Regions from separate parts of the Danio rerio genome. Here region 2 is linked to region 1. A link is a contact called in public HiChIP or PLAC-seq data. All regions are on one chromosome and are shown on one strand. The core of a region is the stretch at or near the end of the contact, and the rest is flanking DNA. Distances in the headings are between cores, read along the strand shown. Region 1 holds the start of hoxb4a (homeobox B4a). Region 2 has its middle 91 kb from the start of hoxb1a.

The links. HiChIP or PLAC-seq counts read pairs in DNA pulled down with a chosen protein or histone mark.
Region 2: a contact with region 1 is called in an H3K4me3 HiChIP or PLAC-seq map of gastrula embryo, with 4 times the contacts expected there. The contact joins the enhancer-like site here to the promoter of hoxb4a in region 1. A contact is called at or near these places in 6 of 18 Hi-C or Micro-C datasets (caudal fin, embryo, gastrula embryo and 1 more) and 3 of 4 datasets of contacts at active chromatin or transcription factors (caudal fin, embryo and gastrula embryo).

What each region holds. Positions count from the first base shown.
Region 1 is chr3:22,459,783-22,463,115 of GRCz12tu, forward strand. hoxb4a (homeobox B4a) reads left to right here and starts at 1,808. Exons shown (of 2, transcript NM_131118.2): 1 at 1,808-2,309; 2 at 3,250-3,333. The coding sequence starts at 1,886. The region is part of intron 1 of hoxb3a (homeobox B3a); the gene reads left to right. mir10c (microRNA 10c) reads left to right here and starts at 729; the gene lies at 729-823.
Region 2 is chr3:22,597,780-22,601,112 of GRCz12tu, forward strand. No RefSeq gene overlaps it. Among named protein-coding and RNA genes, the nearest start is that of hoxb1a, 91 kb to the left of the region's middle. Within about 2 kb of position 1,517, at least 12 of the 62 cell types and tissues checked have an H3K27ac peak or open chromatin away from gene starts, as enhancers often do.

The DNA.
Region 1 (3,333 bases), core at 558-3,057:
CTCTCTCACCTCACTATTTATTCGCCGTTTGACTGGTGTTTGCCGGTGGCAAACAGAGCTGACCCGCCATAAAACCCACATGTTTTATTCCAGTAGCTCCAGCATTCTTTTGACCTTTACTAAAATCTGTCGCGGTCACATTTACTTTCTGGCACGTGTTCATTTGACTACATTATACAGTCAGTATTGTCTATCGTATATATTACTATCTCTATATCTCTCCGGTTGTAATTATGTTTTATAATTTTCAAGCATAAAATTATTTTTTATTCAGATTTTAAAATAGAGCACACGATTGATTTGGTTAAAAATTAGAGTAGGTGTGCGCTTTGATTATATATATATATATATATATATATATATATATATATATATATATATATATATATATATATATATATTAAATATATATATATATATAAACCGTGTAAAATATTTAGACGTCTTTCTGATTGTAGGAAAATTATGTTTCAGAGCCACAAGGAAGAAAATTTCGATTTTCCTCTGTTCAGTTGAGTTTAGTTGTTATCTTGAGTAAAATGAAGAAAAAAGAATCTCCAGTGTTTACTACAAACTATTAGAAAAGTTTATAAAGGAAGCACCGATCCATTAAGTGGTGAGACAGATTGCTGATATCCTTGGAGGCAGACTGTTCCAGGTGCAACAACTTGACAATGGGAAGGCGCTGTCAAGGTGAGCTGGCTTTCTCAATACCTGTCAAGAAGAAACCTGTCATCTATATATACCCTGTAGATCCGGATTTGTGTAAACAGACGCACAGTCACAAATTCGTATCTAGGGGAGTATGTAGTTGATGTATAGGCTACATTCAACTTCAACGGGCAAAGATGACGACATTTTAACATTTGGTTTGTTATTGTAATTAATACCACGACTGAACGTTTGGTGCACGAACGAAAGTTATTTTTGTAACTAGTACATTCTTTTCAGTTGTTGTGTAAATATGAAGAACGTTTACGATGTCTTGCGTATTTTGTAAGACTTTTAATATTAAAAAATGACAAAAATGACTTTGTAGAGATTTGTAGAGGTCTGCATTGTTTAGTGATTGTTTGACTATCTTGGTTTAAACATTATCAGTGAGCAAGGAGAAATATTTGTTGCTGGTGATAATAGGGGACTGAGCACATAAATTACTATTCATTGTGAGTAGATTTGGCGTACAGGACAAACGCGCCGTTTGGAGAGAAATGACTGCAGACTATGTTTAAATGCAGAAGGTCTCCTTTGTGATTTAGGAGGCTTTGTAACCTGAATTAGTTGATGAATTTTCTATCGATCTTAAACAAGCCTAGATTCATCTCTGACACGCAGCTCACGCCACGACCATTCTCTCACCATTATTAGCGAGTGCATTTAAGAGCCTGGCCAACGCGAACTCCTTGCATCACTTTCCCTTGATACCGCTTTTCATGAACACTGGTCTAAATTTTGCAGCATTTTAGTTCGCTAAATCTTAACAGATCTTTATAGAGGTAAAGTCAATGTTCTCAATCTGCAGATGAACTGAGAGGGAATGGGGGCGTGACTTTCTATGGAGCTGGTAGAATCCAGCATGCCTTTTCGCTTTGTCCGGCGTGTTATTGTTTTGATTTTACCACTATCTCATCAAAGGCACGGTAATGTATGAAAAGTATGGCATTTTTCGCTGTTCCGAAATGCAAGTAGACGAGCACGGTCTAAACTGACTAATCCCATTTCCTTATCCGGGAATCGCGAAGATCCACGCCATTGGCTGACGATGTCACATGGACCCTTAACTTTGTTCACTTGACAGAAAGTAGGAGGGTTCTACGAAACAGGAAAACGAGTAAAGGGATACATATAAATTTTAGTATATTTTGTGTGCAATTCAAAGAAATTAATGGCCATGAGTTCCTATTTGATCAACTCCAACTATGTGGACCCTAAGTTTCCACCCTGCGAGGAATATTCCCAGAGCGACTACCTACCCAGTCACTCTCCGGACTACTACAGCGCCCAGAGGCAAGACCCCTCGTTCCAGCATGAGTCGATCTACCACCAGCGGTCGGGCTGCGCCGACCCACCCTACTCATCGTGCCAGGGTCCGGGGCAGCCTGCCGCGGTTATCTCTCCGCGAGGTCACGTTCTACCCACAACCGCACTCTCGACCCCTCTCCCTGAACCAAGCCATCATTGCGACTCGGTAACTCCAAGCCCTCCGCCAGCCTGCGGTCAGACTCCCACTAGCCAAAACACTTCAACGGTCAGCTCAAGAAAAGATCCCGTGGTATACCCCTGGATGAAAAAAGTCCACGTAAACATCGGTAAGTGCAGCTGAACTTCTTTTACTAGTGTGTTTCCGTGCACCGACAGCTCGGCCACTTTAGAGAGCCTAATGTCCGGCGTTAAATCTATTGCTCCTCTTATGAAGTTGCCCTTGGTCGAGATTTACGACCGTCTGTTTGCAGGGCAATATAATTACACCCTCCATAAATTTTTATTGCACTCCTTCTTTAAGCTCTTTCGGGGTCTATGCAACTTTCTCGTTCTAATTTCTTCCCGAGAAGAGTTTTATGAGTTATCATGTAATCCATAAGTTAAGTTTTATGTTTCAGTAATTTGATTTTAAGTGACTGGACGGGTTAATGTGTTGGCTACTTTATACTTCCACTTTACAATTGTTAGTAAAAAAAGTGCTGGTAAAGAAGTTTTATGGAGAGGTAAAATATTCACAGTTATGAGGAAGACAATAAAAGACTAATGGTAATACAAACAATCGCACTCTTTTATGAACTATTATTATACCATAATTAGCGCATGTACTAGCTGCCATGGTGTGCGTAAAAAAGGGGGCACATGTAATGTTTGCAAAATCATTAGTCGTTCGTAACCAGACATGCTGTTTCTCGTAGTATACATGCTGATCATGTATTTTTTTTAGAATTTCTTATGGAACGTGTAACATTAAATCAGCACACATTGTCCCGATCCCAAATGTTATCCTAAATAGACAATGACCTTTTTTGTTTACCATTTTGCATAATCTAATCTTTTAACAGTCGCGTATTTACTTGCAAATACATGCAGATCGTTTTCTTAATGTTCTTAAAAATATATAATACTTTATTATTGTAGCGTGTGCATCTAATTTGAATTTAAGAATATCTAGCTTCTTCAATGTGTGGGGCTGTGTGTGTGTGGGTATATGTGTGTGTCTGTTTGTGTTATACGTTCTGTAACGTGTCGCTTTTTCTATCCCAACAGTGAGCCCGAACTATTCAGGGGGTGAACCAAAGCGCTCGCGCACAGCGTACACGAGGCAGCAAGTCCTGGAATTGGAGAAAGAGT
Region 2 (3,333 bases), core at 267-2,766, 140 kb after region 1:
TTGACATTTTGGGGCTTCTCGGTTTCTCAATAACTGTTTTTATAATGTAAACAAAACATCCACAAAACAATTTGAAGAGTTTCCTTTTCACAATTAATCAGTGTCTCATGATTTAAATTAGAATTCACTATCTTTCTTTTTTATATATATATATATATTTTTTTTTTTTCTCAATGTTTTTTTTCCAGCATTGAAAAATAAATTTCCATTCTAGCAGTGCTTGTATATACCACATATCAGTTTTATTGGAATTTGTTTTTTGAAGGTTTTTACAGAGCGATACATTCACACATATTTGCCTGATTATATGCAACATTTTTTTAAAAGTTTACATTTTCTGAATTATTGATAAAAAGATATACATGAAATTGCCTCAGAATTATTGCTGACATGCTATTACTCACAATATGACTACTTTTTGTGCTAGAAATGTATGCCAATTAGAGTATATTTAATGAAATAATGCATATGTGACCCTGGACCACATAACCTTATGAGAGTCAGTTTTTGGAGGTCGAGATTTATACATCACCTGTATAAATACAGTATGCTTTCCCTTAACGTATGGTTGGGACAACATCTGAACAAGATAAAACTAAAGAAAATCTGTAATATGATCGCATATAAATGTCCAGATAAAAAGATGACATGCAATTACATGCAATATGACAACTTTTTGTGCTAGAAATGTATGCAAATAAGAGTATATTTAATAAAATAATGCATTTGTGACCCTGGACCACATAACCTCTTATGAGCCAGTTTATAGAACTTGAGATTTATGCAGAATAAATACAGTAAGCTGTCCCTTGATGCATGGTTAGGACATCATTTGGACAAGACGCAACTACTGAAAAGCTGAAATCTGATTGCCTTTATATCTGTATAAATCAAATGTTTAGCAATGCACAGTACTAATCAAAATATTAGTTTTGCTATATTTAAAAGTAGGAAATTTATTAAATGTCTTTATAGAACATGATATTAACTTTATGTATTTTTTATTTAAAATACAGATCAATAATTTTGACTAATATAAGATATTTAGCTTATATAACTATGCAATGTAAAACTTGGTTTGTGGTCAAAGGTCACATATCTTTAATAATTACAAAAATATTATAAAAACAATATTATATGAATGTAATCAATGAACTAGTGAATTATGCTCATAACAATAAGTTAGTTTTACCCTGTTTACCTACAGTGTCTTGCCATGCTAATCACCAGTCCTATTTCTTCTCTTAAAGGCAGAAACAAATACGACTGGACTGCAGCGGTGACACAACCCATCATCAGTTATAATTAATGTGAAGTTAAGACGAGGTGAGATGTTCTGGTATACATTGCCTGTAATTAGTCTTGGTGGCTTCAGTATTATCAGCAACATACTTGAGATAAGGCATGCTAACAGTGGGGTATTATATCCAAAGATTAGCACAGGCTTACCCTGCTCTGGCTTTCTGTGACCCACAGTCTCCATCCTCTCACCCCGGTGGTCAAGTGGGGCTCCTTGATGTTTGTTGTCATTTTACAACTTCCTAACAAGACAAGTCAAACAGTCTCTGAGTGTCATTTAATGCCAGTAAAACGGTCACTACGGCTTAAGAGCTTTGATAATAACAGAAACACGTTAACGTTCATTTAACCACAACGGTGCAGGTTCAAACATTTAAAAACAACGGACAAATAATAAAAAAAATATGAAGTATTAGAGATTACCTCAGAGAAATCAGACAATACTAAATCTCTCTGTTCGGATATTTGTGAATTAAACTTGATAATAACCCAAAATAACTCGAAATTTAATCATTTAAAACAAACACTCAGCAGTGAAACGGTTAAAGTAAAAACAAGCAGTGGCTCCGATTGTGGTCTTGTTTGCTGCAGTGCGCCCTACTGGTCACTCGAGAGAACTGCATCGCTCTAAAATACATCTGTTTCTATTGCTCCTCACAGGTTGGCTACAGCGTCAGAGGTGGACCAATAAGGAATATGAATAGTGCGAGCGATGAATTAACAGGAAAGGAGCAACTATCTGGAAAAGTTCCATTTGGCGAACGACTGGAGTATTCATTAATGATTCGAGTAAGAAATCATCTGTATTTATGGAAGTGCAAAGAGAATCAAAACAAATATGAGAGGGAAAGATTTGCATGAGAAGTCCTCATTAGACATCAAGATTCTTCATATTTAACAAGAACACATTCATTTAGCTTAGAAATGAATGATCAGGCATTATGAGCAACCTAATACATCAAACGTTACAAAGATTGTGTGTATACAAACAAAACATTGTTAATTTTATATTATGTCATAATATTATGTTATTATTATTATATAGTTAACTAGCTACAGATAACAAAAACTATAATGTATAAATGGATTAATTAAATAACTGGTTTGAAGTAGGCTATCTGAACAACTTATATCCCACAAATCCAAGTTAGTATTAGAGAATCTAGCTTGAAAGAACCCATTTTATTGTCATGCATAAAAAACAGACGCCTGTCTAGAACTAAAACTTCACACAAAGATCACATTTGTAAAAAAGCATTTTAATTTACATTTTAAAAGCATTTGCCATTTTCTTAATGATGCTGGACATTCTTGATGCGAGTAATTTAGCATATCAATACATAATTTTCCTCAAGAAAAACATTTTAAGGTTTAATAGTTGGAAAACAGTTGCAGGTCTAGGCTGGTTAGTGTGTATGTGTCCTCACTGTATATATATTTAGAAATTACTAATGGGATTATTATTGCCCTCCTTGAACAGACCGTGACCTTTTTGCATCTAAAAAAATGTAGTCTCTTTATGGCTCATTTATAAAACGTTGGTTTTAGCTAGAAAGTATAAAATATGTGTCTGCATGTTTGTGTAAGGTTTAGAGTTTGATGACTCATGCCTGGAGAATTGGGCGGAGCTCGAGTCTTCCAAAGATTTGATTGGCAGCTGAATCATACCTCTTTTTTCCCCTCCTTTTGCTGTGTCACTCCTTTATTTGCTCCTCTGTCCCTCCCTTCTTCATCCTCAAAGTGCTGGTATAAAATGCTATACAAATTTGAAAGAATAATAATTAAAATATTAAACAAAGAAAAGCAAAAGGAGCAAATTTATACACTGTAAAAACAGTTGGGTCAATTCACACTATTAGCAAACTATTAACAACACATTAAGCTCAATAAACTACTAATTAATAATAGTTAGTAAGGTATTTGGGTTTAGGTATAGGGATGTAAAATAAAATCATGCTTTAAGTGCTTGTACATTAACAATAGCCAGGTAATAAGCCAGTAGCAAATGTGTGAATTGTTAATTAAACTAAAGTG